3 separate regions of the Drosophila melanogaster genome follow, and all the other regions are linked to region 3. A link is a contact called in public Hi-C data. All regions are on one chromosome and are shown on one strand. The core of a region is the stretch at or near the end of the contact, and the rest is flanking DNA. Distances in the headings are between cores, read along the strand shown. Region 1 holds the start of Sfxn2 (Sideroflexin 2). Region 2 holds the start of CG3902. Region 3 holds the start of CG18135.

Region 1 (4,496 bases), core at 7-2,506, 65 kb before region 3:
ACTACGGTGCGGGGGTCCGTCATCCAGGCGAAGTACTGGAAGCGCCCAGCGAAGGTGCTGAGATCGAAGAGTGGCTTGTCCACATCGATGAGGGCTAGGGTTAGGGATTGGTTGGGTCAGTGGGCATAGAATGATCGTATCTCTGGGCTCTCTCAAATATCAAATTTATTAAGTACATTATTTTAGATACTGCTACTATTTGAAGATTGTTTAAAATTTGATGAAAGTACATTTATTTTGGCTGCCACGTTATATATTAAAGTGTATTAATTGAAATATTACATACAAGCTCTAGCTGACTTTTAATTTTTAAAATATGTAGTTTACAGAATTTTGAGAATCAAAATGGAAATAATAAAAAATTATGGCTATAGATTTATTAATTCTTAAAACTTTTTTAACAAATGAATAGATTCATTTATACAATAAATTGATATTAGAAAGTGTTGAGTAAATGTCATAATCAGTCTTATGTTTTTGAAAAGCTTTCGAAAAAAAAACACAACAAAACTGATTAGATAATGAAGATGCTGTGAAATGAATATCCTTTTATGTTATTTATTTTCACAAAATATGCATAAGAAATGATTCATCAAAAACTTATTTGCTTTGATTCCTCTATGTGTATGTATTCACTTGAATGCTCAATATATTCGATATTCGTGGGAGCCCATATAAAGTGGTGGTTTTGATTTGATTCTTACTTGATACCTGCGACATTTTGGCTGCTGATCCAATTGCCTAACTGCTTGTAATTTGTAATTGCGAGCGGCTTACGTAAGCAGTAACTTTCAGCTGTTGCCGGTTTATGGCGGCTTGCTTTTGTTATTGTTGTTGTTTTGGCCGCTTGCGCTTTTGGGCAGATTCTCACCTTATGTGTTTGCTTAGGGCCGATTTAACAGCAAATGATTCGTTTTAGCCACGCACCTGATCCGCCAGCTGTTCAATTCACTTTTCTGCCTCGTAATGCGGTTCAAATGTTCACTTTTTATGTCGCTCTCCGTTTTTTTTGGCACTCTTCCAATTGGAAAAAAAGTTGTTTTGTTTGCCGCTCTCTGTTTGTCTTTTTTCGCTCTGAGTTTGTGCATCCACAAGTACTTGCTGTGCTCGCCGCAACCTCTCAATTTAGCACTTCTTTTGTTGTGCAATTTGCCGAATGATTCGCAAACTCAGTCGCGTATAAATGCAATTTTCAAATTGTTTACTGCGATGGTAAGGAAGAAGAAGCAATGTGGCGGGGTGGGGGTGGCTTTGCACAATAGTGGGACCGTGCGTAGATCAGGCGGGAAAAGCCACAGGCAAGCAGTGGAAGGTGCCATGGCTTCAAGCAAGCAGTTCATGTTCGCATAAAAATATGCAGTAATCTCTAGAAATTCAATAATGTAATGTAATGTATAATTCAGTAACTTTATTATTAATCATGTTAAAAGTAAGGTATTCAGAGCACGAGTGTTTTTTCCATGGCACAAGTTTTGTATACTCGCCAACTGCTTGCTATTAAGACACGCTTTAAATTTCAGATGTTAACGCGGCATCGCTAATGCTTCTTTCAGCTGCAAAATAGCTAGATTTGCCGGTCTGAACAGCTAGCCGGACATCTCTGAATGCCATTCGCAGGAGACGACGACAAAGCCGCAGTTGTTGCTGCTGTTCTTTTCACTTTCGTTGCGTTTTGCACTGCATTTTATTTGGCAATTTGTGTGCATTTTTCAACAGCTGTGATATTTTGCCATCGCATCGTGGCGGCAAGATGATGAAAATCGGCGAAAAAAGCGGGAGCAGAAGCAGCAGATAATAATAGAAGCCACGTACTTGTGCGTGTGTGTGCGTTGTGTATGGGCTGAGCGCCAGTGTTTGTGTGTGTTTTTGCAAAAAAAAAAAAAACCGGAAAAGCAGAAACACAGACACGAATGCGGATGCGGATGTAGAAGCGGATGCAAAGGCCACTGCGGATATAATCCACAAACACAAAATGCAAATCCTGCAAGTGTTTCTGGGCACGCTGCTCTGCGGCATCGTCCTGGGCGCCAATGTACTGACAGTTTTTCCCAGTGTCTGGAAATCCCACTATCTCTTTGGCCGGAGATTGCTTCAGGAGCTGGTGGAGAGTTCGGGCAACCACTCCGTAACTCTGATCAGTCCACATGCCGCGCAGGAAGGTGTGGATGCGGAAATACCCAAAATCAGGGAGCTGCGCATCGAAGGGCTGCGGGAAAACTGGCTCGACATGGGCATGAGTTTTGAGGCCGAGGAAATGCGGGCCCAGAGTGTGATGGAAAGGTTCACCCGGCTGATCTACGCTGGCACCACCAATGTGGACATTTTGCTGTCGGATCCCCAGGTCCGGAAGCTCCTGACCAGCGGCGAAAAGTTCGACTTACTCATAGTGGACCTGTTCTTAAGCGATGCTCTGCTAGGGTGAGTCCGAAAGCCAAAAACGGGTTTCCTTGGTATATATTTCAAATGGAAATCTGTTCTCTTTTAGCTTGGCCTTCTACTATGGCATACCCACCGTTGCAGTCAGTCCCACTGGCGCGAATTCCTGGCTGAATAACATGTTTGGCAATCCGCAATCGTCCTCACTGGATCCCAGCAATTTCCTGCCCTTCACGGAGAGAATGAACACGAGGCAGAGGATTCTAAACTCGCTTATGAGCACCTTTGAGCGCTTGACCTACAAGTACGATCTTACTGCAGTATAACTTGTATAATTGTGTAGCATTTCGAGACAAGTTAATCATCAGCAATTTATATTATCAATAGGAAAATAATCTTTCTTTACATTCAGTTTAACAGGATCCGTTTTTTTGTATTTTGCAGCTTTTTCCACTTGATCTCCCAGCAATCCGTGTACACAAATCACTTCGAACTGCTCGTTAAGGAGCTGCCGCTTTATAGAGATCTGACAAAGAATCTCAGTTTGGCCTTGATTAACTCGCATCCAGGCCTACATTATCCCCGTGCATATTTGCCCAACATGGTGGAAGTGGGCGGCCTGCACTTAAGCCACTTAAATGATGACAATTTGCCAAAAGTATGTCTAAATGCATTCATTCATAAATTCAAATCACTTACTTTAATTGTTTTTAGCATCTTCTGTCGTTCATGGAATCGGCTCCCAGTGGGGTTATCTATTTTAGCCTGGGCGCCGATGTGGAAACAGCTCAACTGCCTCAGGAAAAGTTGGCCATTATTCTGGATGTGTTTGGCCACCTCAAGGAGTTTCACTTCTTGCTGAAGTGGGAAAAGGAGGAGTTTACGGCGGAACAGGTGCTGCCAGAGAACGTTATGATTGCTGACTGGTGGCCACAACAGGCCATCCTTCACCATCCGCAGGTCAAGATGTTTATTAGCAGCTGCGGTCAGTTGAGCGTTTGGGAATCGATTAGTGGACAAAAGCCAGTACTTGCCATACCCATTCTAGCCGAACAAGAGGTGATGGCTAAGCGCTTGCAGCGACATGGAGTCTCCGTGACCGTTGGCTACGACTCGTTAGCTTACGATTCGCTGCTCCACGGCATAAGACAGCTCACCCTGAATACCAGCTATGTGGAGAAGTTGGGTCAACTCAAAGAACGACTGATTAGCCGCGATTCCACGCCAGTTGGAAAAGCTGTGCGAAAGATACAGCTTATATTGGAGTCTGGAGGAGCTGACTTTCTTAAGTCGCACGCCAATACCTTAAACTTTTGGAGAGCTGAAGGTGTGGATGTTCTGCTTATAATAGCAGTGGGCTTTTTTGGAATTTTAACCATTCCTTTCCTGGCCATTTGCTTTATACTAAGAAAATCCTACCACAGCCAAGCCGCGCAGGATCAGCCACCATACAGAACCAACCTGAAAGTGGTTGGCAGAGTGCACAGCTATGGTGACCAGGGGAGTAGTAGATCTCCCAAGGGAACAGAGTCGCTCAGAAGAACGCGATCCGCTCAATCTTTATCGGCGCGGTCCAGCTCTTCGAGCATGAGCTCCAATTCACCGACGAGTCCATCGACAGCGTCCACTACGCCACTGGACCTAACTCCCCCACCTCCGATTCAGCTGCTCGGGCAGGTGCCGCCCTTGCAGTTGTACGTGAATCAGCAGCGGATATACTCAAGCGATCGAAAGACATCACAGGAGGAAGCAGAACGCAGGTTCTCATAATGATATATCTCCACACGAAATATATTACTAAACTTACGGTGGATCACATAGAAAGGATGCTCGTCTCGGTTTCACATCCTCATGTTAGGACTAGCAAAACTGTAAGATCGTCTAACAAGCCAGCCGGAGGATGGGAAAGCAGAGCTTAGAGCGGGAAAATAATCATTGGTCAATCTATTACTAGTTTCAACTAGATCTCTTAAAGATCCATTAAAGTTGCACAGTTGCCAACTATAATGCCCTCGATTGTCCACCGAGTACATTCCGCATCTATAATCCGTGTCACAAAATCGATCCACCATGCCTATATAAACCTATACATAAAAATATCGTCTAGTGTTAAGTGTGAT
Region 2 (4,516 bases), core at 1,751-4,250, 100 kb after region 3:
CCTTGTATGTCCTATTAAAGCCCAGCTTTCTGCATACGTAGCAACACACCCAATCGTGCGAGGATCGAAACATTATAGTACACTATCAGACCAGCGCTCCTGCTGTCCTCAGCGAAGACACCAGACACGCGAAGATCGAGTCCGAGGAGAACTGGGATGACGACGAGAGTGTGCCCGATTACGATCCTCAGGTCTACTGTTCCAGGGCCAACATAGTGAGAGAGCCCAATGGGTTGTTTCCCGCCCAGCGAAGGGCTTTCATCGAGCAGGAAAAACGTCGTCACTTTGGCGAGGATTACGAGGAGGAGAAGAAGCCGCGGAAGGCCAAGGCTCGCGCGGATCTTCGTCCCACTCCCTACGAGCACAGGAGGCCATACTCAAGGCGCCAGTAGTTCGTGTTCATCAAGAATTACTCCCACTGCCAAAGAACAAAAACCAAAACATTTTATCGGGGCTTATACTCGTTATTATAACCAAAAAAAACAATTCCACGGCCAAATTGTTAAAATTAACATGTGCTGTGAAACAAGTATTGCTCGCAGTTCAGATGAGCAAATGACAAAATCAATCTCATATTATTCTGAGATAATGAAAATAACATACATATCCCAAATTCATGTACATGTGTAAACTATGTGCCTTTTTCCATTAACGACACAGATAATCGTGAAATAAAGCATTTCACTTTGTTTCTTATCAAAAAAAATACTCGTTTCTTACTCTTCCTTAACCTATCAGTTTATCCCCAACAATACCTTTATTCGTTTATACCTTTAATTCGTTATTGCCAAAGTGGGTATATAAATAGGGGAAATCCGACGTATATTGGTTTCTTTAGTTATCCTAATAATATTGGCTGTTTTTCAAATCGGTCTGTTCTGTTTATTCTACCTACAAAATGAAACTCTTTGGGAAAGTTAAATAGCTTTGAAAGTTTGCTGTTGATGCTTATCAAGATTGTATAGTAGGAATACACGATCGATTATACATGTAAGTAGCCATTACGTATTAAATCTGCTATTTTTGGATTTTTGGTTACAAGCTTAACTTAAATCAATCATTTGACTATTAATTTGAATGGATGGATGCCAAATACAGCATTTTATAAGTCCAAATTCAATGAAAACTCTATTTCAAGCTAATGCAAGTCAATTAAAGGTTTTAACTTTTAGAGTAACAAAAATATGGAGAAGATGGCAGTATAAGTTATATCTGAAACAGAATCTAATCGGGCAGTAATCAAACATCAATAATCTTTGCAAAACAAATAGCAGAGCGTCTCTTTTTAAACTACTCCAAAACTTCTCAGCTACGTCGGTTTTCCGGCACATTTATCTAAAACTTCATTCAGGGAAATAAGCCAACAGATCCATTTGTGAAAATCAACTTTCCTTTATTGTAAAGAATGGCGCCGTTTTCACACGCGATTTTTTTCAGATGTTTTGTTTTTTACACTAAGCGTTACGGTAAAAACAGTAAACAGCGACGTCCCAGTTGTCCAGAGCAGAGTTTTAGCCGGCGATTTACGCGGTCTCCATGGGCTGGGCGGCGGTCTCCTCGGTGTACTTGCCCTTATCCTTGCCGAGAGCGGCCAGACGACCCTTGCCGCGACGCTCCAGGATGGCCTTGCGGTCCTTGTCGAGCTTCAGCTTGACGATCAGCACCTTGCTGGGATGGATGCCCACGTAGACGTTGGTGCCGTTGGCGTTCTCGCGCTGGATCTTCTCGACGTAGACGACGAACTTTTTGCGGTAGGCCTGGACCACCTTGCCCACCTGGTTGCCCTTGAAGTGGCCGCGGATCACCTGGACCTCATCGTCGCGGCGGATGGGCATGGAACGCACATTGTACTTCTGGCGCAGCTCCTTGGAGAGGGGAGCGGACATGAGGCGCCTGCGAATGTGGGAGGGAGCCTGGAAGTGACGCTTGCGGTTCTTCCTGCGCGACGACGACACGAACGGGTTCTGTTTCATCTTGCTTGTGCGGGCTGTAAACAAAAAATAGGCACTGCTTTATTGGCGGGCTCTCCGAAATTCACAATAATTGCACGAACGAGTCGTGCGTTGTTTTCTCTGCTCGATTTCATTGTTTATGGGGCATAATATGTGGGGATGCCGGGCCAAAAACGAAATTAATCACGAAAACGCACTCACCGTCGAAAAATCAACGAAAAGAAAGAAATTTGACAGATGGGTCGCGGTTAGGGATGGCAAAGAGGCAGTGCTGGAGGTGGTATTTCGTAACGATAGTTAACGATGTTATCGGTTGTACTTGTCAGGGGTGAAGAGCATTGGATTCTACGTTTATAAATGGTTTTGATAGCTCATTTTCCTTCTTCTACGCTTATTTTTTTCCTATGAAATTGTTTAAATATTTACTGTTTTGTTTATGTCTTCCTGTAACTGTTTAATTTAATTCAGCTAGTATCGATAACACTGTCATCTCTAAGTCGTGAACTGTCAAATTCAAAGCATGTGCTTTGCAACACTTCAAGGGAGTGTGTCTTTGCTAAAATCGTGGTCTTGTTTTCACTGTTACAATTCAATATTTTCCAATTGGAAACCAGTTTAAATTTTTCCCAACTCGTGAAAAATAAAAATAATTTTAAATTTTCGTTAAACGTTTTTATTACGTTTTAAAAGCATATTTTTCACATGTCAACATACTGATAGTTATAATTTAATAACGGTTCTTAATACCTTTGTAAAAAATGAAATACAGATCAAGGATCTAACGAAAGGCCATTAATAAAGTAGATATGTAAGTAATATAAAAAATATAGACAAATAGTTTTAATAGAATCAATAGCAATTCAGTGATTGAATTCATATTTTTACCAGCGTTGAAGAAAGTTCAGTAACATCTGTTGATCATCCGCACTAACAGAATGTTACCGAAAAGCTCAACGAAATACAGCCCGCTGTTAACTAACATGGCGCTTCGCCAACAGCAACAGGTTTCCTATGGTCCACGATCCCCACATATGTGGAGAATGGAAATTCAGTCGCGTGTGAGCAGCCCACTTTTAACGTTGTGGTGTCTCTGGGGATCAGATCCAAAATTCAAAAAAGTCCAGTTTGGCCTCTTGATTAAATCAATTCTTCCACTTCATTCAAGATGATGAACAGCCTAAAGAAATTGCCCGTGCGCATGGTGAGTTGGCCACGCCCCCCTAACCGACACCTTTATACATACATATATGCCTACAACTAATTCCTTTTTCTTTATTAATTAACTTTTTAGCTGGCTAACGCTGCACGTCAGCAAAGTGCTGCGATGTCCTCGGCAACTGGTCTCCCCCCACCCCTCACCTTTCTCACCGACGATGAGAAAATGATGAAGGAGACTGGTGAGTATACCCTTTGGATCTAAATAGATCATAGTGTTAATGGTACTGTACACGGAGTTGTAGTCCCCATTTGATAGGCGTGTTTTTTCTCCATGTCGAATTTTTAGATATTTTTATGGTGTTTAGAACTTGCTTGGTGTTACGTAACACCAAGCATCGCATTTTAATGATGCTCTTGTTATTTATTAATTTTCCATTGTGCTAACCAGCTGAAGTCTTGCTGCACTACTATGTGTGTATTCGTATTTTTCGAGTTTTGTTCTTTTTTTTTTCCTTTTTTGCTGATAAAGTTTATTCAGTTGAGGGAAACGCGGAGGAGGCCGCTTGCCAGATAAGCACATTTTTATTTTGATAGTAGAAGTAAAATGTCACTAAGTATTAGTGGGTAGGTTTGTCCATTTTCTTTATGACGTTTGTATGTTTAAATATTACAAGATATACAATTTCCGATTTGATCCTTATTGTAAAATGACGATCAACGATTATTACCTTATAATTAATTCCTTATTAAATTAATTTTTCTGGCGATTATTATATAATTTGTAATGATTAATCCCTTAAATTTTTTGTAGTGTAATAAACCTAATATTTTTAAGGTAAATGAGGTCCTTGAATGTGTTTCTATGTTTATAATTTATTCCCTTTGGTGAAAAATATTTTTATCTATATAAAATAATTTTTAATAAAACTATTTCAGTATTTAATAATAGTATGCTTAAAAGTTACAAAATATTAATGATTCATCCCACTGAGGTCCTTAGGTGACAATTTTGTTATGTACTGCCATAATAAGGTTAGCTCTTAAAAATCATACGATTTCTTAAAGCTGGTTACATGCATGTTTAATGAATATAATTAAATTTAGAAAGTTACAAATAATATAATAATATAATATATATAATAATATTTCGAATATCGTGTTGTGTCAAATGTGTTTAAAAGTGTTCACTTAAACTAAATGAATATATGTATTCTTAAAAAGTGCACAATTAATGGCCGAAGAGCTAAAGCTGCCAGCTTGGCAAGTTCAAGGTCTAACCTTATAACAAGCTTTTTTCCCGATGGAAAAATTTTCCTCCCACCTGCTTAATTCTTTAAAAAATTATAATTAATTGATAATAATAATAATTTACCAGTGAGAAAACTTACCCAGGTGGGCTGAAGGAA
Region 3 (4,020 bases), core at 3-2,502:
CTGGTGGCGGGCATATACTCCTCGAACTTAAGTGAAGACGAACAAGTTGAACTTAAGCAAGAACTGAAGTCCTTCTACGAAGATCTGGCAAATGATGCTCCGTACAAATGCAGCTCTCTGTATTACCAAGATGTCAAGCATCGGGAAGCAGGTCAGACGATTAATCCGGTGGAACACATTTCGGGCAGCACCCACATCACCGATACCATACAGGGTCTCCAGTTTCGAATCAGCCCACTGGCCTTTTTCCAAATCAACACAGAAGGAGCCAACGTGTTGTATCAAAAGGCCATTGATCTAGTTGCTCCTACTAAGGACACAACTATGTTGGATATTTGCTGTGGTACTGGCACCATTACCCTTGCGTTCGCCAAGCACTGCAAGAAAGTGATGGGCGTGGAGATCGTCCCTGATGCGATTAAGGATGCCGAGTTTAATGCGGAAGCGAATGGCATTAAAAATGCAAAGTTCTTTACAGGAAATGCAGATGATTTCATCAAGAGTATGGTGCGCGAAGCTCTCTACGATCAGGAGCCGGGTAAACCATTGGATCTTATTGCCGTGGTGGATCCCCCCAGGGCTGGACTGCGTAAGTTTACGTTGCTTAAATATTATAAATTTGCTGAATTATTTTAAGGTTCAAAGCGCTATACCTTTCCAAATTTCTTATTTGTTTTTTTCAGACCACCGCTCGATAGCCGCAATTCGATCAGCCGATGCCATCAATCGTCTGGTCTACGTCTCCTGCAATCCGCACAGTGCTAAGCGGAATTTCATCGAGCTGGCCAGACCGGAGTCTAAGCAATACAAGGGGGAGCCATTCTACCCAAAGTCCGCTGTGGCCGTTGACATGTTTCCCCACACCATGCACACCGAGCTGGTCATTCTGTTCGAGCGTGAACCTAAAACAAAGGCGGATGAGAAGTCATCGCCAGCGGAGGGAGCTGCACAGTCAAAGTCTGAGGCAACCGAAGAAGCTGTTAGCGAGGAGAACACCACATCCGTAACGTGACGTGTTTGTTGCCGGGTACAGTTCACTTCGCTGCAATCTCTTGCACATTTGCTTAATCTCTTTCTATAATCTTTTAGGTCAGTTGCGATTCGCTGAGACACCCAATATGTCTCAGTACCTCCTATCTGCCGCGATGCTGCCCTCTATCATTGTCTCTCTTTGTGGCGACTGCTCTACGACTTTTATTGTTTTAAATTGATTTAATTGTATTTACGCTGTGCGACGGGGAGGAAGTGGAAAAAGTGACAGAAGCGACTTCCTATTTAGCAAAAGACTAAGTTTAAAGCCCTGTTCAACTCGACATAGTCCGACATCCCCATCAGTGTTATTCAGGCCTCTGGAGGCCCCTGTGTGCGTGATAAGAATCGCTGCTCCGGTGGAAGTGTGGTGCTCATAAAGTTCTCATAAAGGTGTAGAAACCGCGTGAAAAAACAGCTGAGAGGTGCTACAAGTCCAACGCCCCCTCAAGGGCAAATTGATGAACAACGACCCTGACAACGATCATTGATCATGTCCGACCAGGTACCAGTTAACGATTATTTCATAGTCTAAACATATGTTCTATTGTTAAAAGTAGAAAGGGTAGTATTTAAAAGATGTTGACGTTGATATTGATCTATCAACCATATTAAAAGATTCGAAAATGACTTCATGCGTATGACGCGAATTCAGTTGTTTCGTTGTTTGTCTAAAGATAAGTTTTATTAATTTACTAAGGCAATTTGAGTTATGGCTGTTTTTTTTTATAAAGTTGAATATTTAAAAAGTCGTAGAAGTGCAATTAACTAGTTAAGGCCAGAGATGTGCCGTAATGAAATTGGCCAACTTAATAGTTAATACGTATGGGGCTGATCGCACGGATATTGCTCAATAAAATGTGTTTATATAAATCTTATCTAAGGTAAACAATCGCATTCGCTTATTTCGCCTTTCCGATTACATGTTCTTAACGAGAAGTGGTTGGATGATGTAAACAACAGATGTAGCCGTAAGCAAAGTCTTATAGAATAAAACAAAAAAATATTATTGTTTTGAAAAAGAGAACAACAAGCAAACGTGACCGATATCATGTTGAATATACTATGTAGAAAAACAAATCGGGACGCGACAGCCCTGAATTTTTATGCGACTCGACTTCCTAGAAGGGGGTGTGTTAATAGCACACGTACACACACATAAACATACATATAACTATAGTGGAAAGCCAAAATAAGCTTTCGTAAACATTAACGAAATAAACAAGAAAAACAAATAAATTGGACTTTGGAGCCAGTGGGGCGATTCGGCTACTCGGCAAATTGATTGTACAAAATATAGCAACATAAATAAATATGAAAACATTGTGCGCCGCAACTATTATAAATCAAGAGAAAAGGAGAAATTGGCAGGAAAGTGAATAAAATGCGGCTGAATTTGTTTATTCATTCGGCTATATTTATGGCCTCGTGTAAGCCAAGATATAGCAACAACTAGCAACACCCAAAATATGCGATTACGATCGGAACAGGGAGCCCAAGACCTTGACCGGAGAGCTTTGTTTCCGAAGCCGAAAAGCTTGAATAGTTCTTGCCTTATCAAACAAACACTCAACTAACTGTGCGATGTAAACAAACAGCGAGGAAAACAGCAAATTTTCAACCGACGAAAACCGGTTCCCCTAGAGAGAGATATATGGCGGTCTTCCGGAGAGAGCTTTTCGGCTGATGCCATGTCTGTGGATGTGGATGTCGATGTGCTGGTGGATGTGGACGAGAAGCTGCGGCGAGGGCCTGGCTACGACTACGCCCCACACATCGGACTGAAAACCGCTTCACGTGCGTAACACCATCGCCGCCGACAGCTGCACACGACCAACACGTTTTCTCGGCGGAGCAAATGGCCTCGTGGCATAGTGGGGGATGGACCGGGGTTTGGGTTCTCCAATGTGCTCTTGTTGTCATCCGCGCTCAGGCTGCGAGCTTTTGGATTGCGTGCTACGCCGAGCAGCGCAACTACACAGCACATTTTATGGGGAGTTTTAGTGGGATACCCTGTGAATGTGGGTATATTTGAAGACTGACCTCACGTAACTCGGCCGGGGATTGGGTTTCACTTGTGAATTTTGGTATGCAAAAGGGTTTGAGTATGTTTAAACTTATAATGGCAAAAGATAATCAATGAGTAAACATTATTTTATCCGACCAGCTAGTATATTGCACTGTATTTTCTAGTTATATATTCTTTTTATTGATTTAGCCCAAAGCAACATTCCTTGCTAATATTCTCCTAGTTATTCTACAGACAAAGCACTCTGTTTTCCCTTATCGGTACTTTAAATGGATCAACCAGTGCCGTTTAATTATGCCCACTCATAAACAGTTAGCCTAGGAACATTTTGATTACCACCTAGACGGTTGATTAAATTTCGCATATTCCGCTTTGTTCTCCTGTCCTGATTCTGGACGATCGAGGGCATTGCTAATTCGATTAATCTTCATGTTTTCTGTATTATCTGGTGTGTTTCGCTGTTTTCTGTTTTTGTTTCGTCGCTGCCCGTCGGTAGAGGCCAACAACATTTCGAAAAAGCCCCAGCCGCAACTGTACCGCCGGACTGAAAACCAAAACAAATCGCCAAGTCGTCGGATACGACTACGACTCTCGCACAAAGAAAAAAGCTCCGCCACTCAGTTTCGATAAAAAGAAATCGTTTAAATTGCGCGCACAACAAAAGCGCCCGAAACAGTTGCGATTGCAACGTCGATTTGTGACGACGGACCGTCTACAGCGTCCTAGTTCCCACTGTCCACAAAGGATACAAACCCGAATAACAAAACCAGCAGTACATAAAAGCCAACAGGCCCAATACCCAAGTACAAAATGCTTGCCTAGCTAAAGAAACTGAAATATTGCGCATACGCCGCATAGTGCAAACAATTAACTGTGATACAAGTGGAATTTTCTTGATTTCGTTGGTCCCCGCACCAAAGCAACCTATCCTACCTAACTTACTTGTGCTATCCCCAAAAACC

What was found. A called contact is a pair of places that touch in the nucleus more often than the background predicts.
Region 1: a contact with region 3 is called in a Hi-C map of the Kc167 cell line, with 2.2 times the contacts expected there. A contact is called at or near these places in 11 of 107 Hi-C or Micro-C datasets (the Kc167 cell line, the OSC cell line, the S2 cell line and 5 more) and 2 of 7 datasets of targeted methods (both in the Kc167 cell line).
Region 2: a Hi-C map of the Kc167 cell line shows a contact between it and region 3, with 9 times the contacts expected there. A contact is called at or near these places in 25 of 107 Hi-C or Micro-C datasets (the Clone 8 cell line, the D17-c3 cell line, the Kc167 cell line and 11 more) and 4 of 7 datasets of targeted methods (all in the Kc167 cell line).

The regions. Positions count from the first base shown.
Region 1 is chr3L:19,059,925-19,064,420 of dm6, reverse strand. It overlaps Sfxn2 (Sideroflexin 2), which reads right to left and starts at 1,256. Exons shown (of 4, transcript NM_140829.3): 1 at 705-1,256; 2 at 1-94. The coding sequence starts at 720. It overlaps Ugt316A1 (UDP-glycosyltransferase family 316 member A1), which reads left to right and starts at 1,605. Exons shown (of 4, transcript NM_001300182.1): 1 at 1,605-2,418; 2 at 2,486-2,680; 3 at 2,821-3,034; 4 at 3,091-4,496. The coding sequence starts at 1,973. The coding sequence ends at 4,146.
Region 2 is chr3L:18,896,777-18,901,292 of dm6, reverse strand. It overlaps CG3902, which reads left to right and starts at 3,000. Exons shown (of 4, transcript NM_140812.3): 1 at 3,000-3,153; 2 at 3,244-3,349. The coding sequence starts at 3,118. It overlaps RpL26 (Ribosomal protein L26), which reads right to left and starts at 2,189. Exons shown (of 2, transcript NM_001316443.1): 1 at 2,154-2,189; 2 at 885-1,987. The coding sequence starts at 1,973. The coding sequence ends at 1,524. arx (asterix) reads left to right here. Exons shown (of 2, transcript NM_140814.2): 2 at 42-698. The coding sequence ends at 392.
Region 3 is chr3L:18,995,515-18,999,534 of dm6, reverse strand. It overlaps CG18135, which reads left to right and starts at 1,252. Exons shown (of 2, transcript NM_176346.2): 1 at 1,252-1,534. The coding sequence starts at 1,523. It overlaps CG3808, which reads left to right. Exons shown (of 4, transcript NM_140826.2): 2 at 1-589; 3 at 684-1,027; 4 at 1,090-1,660. The coding sequence ends at 1,012.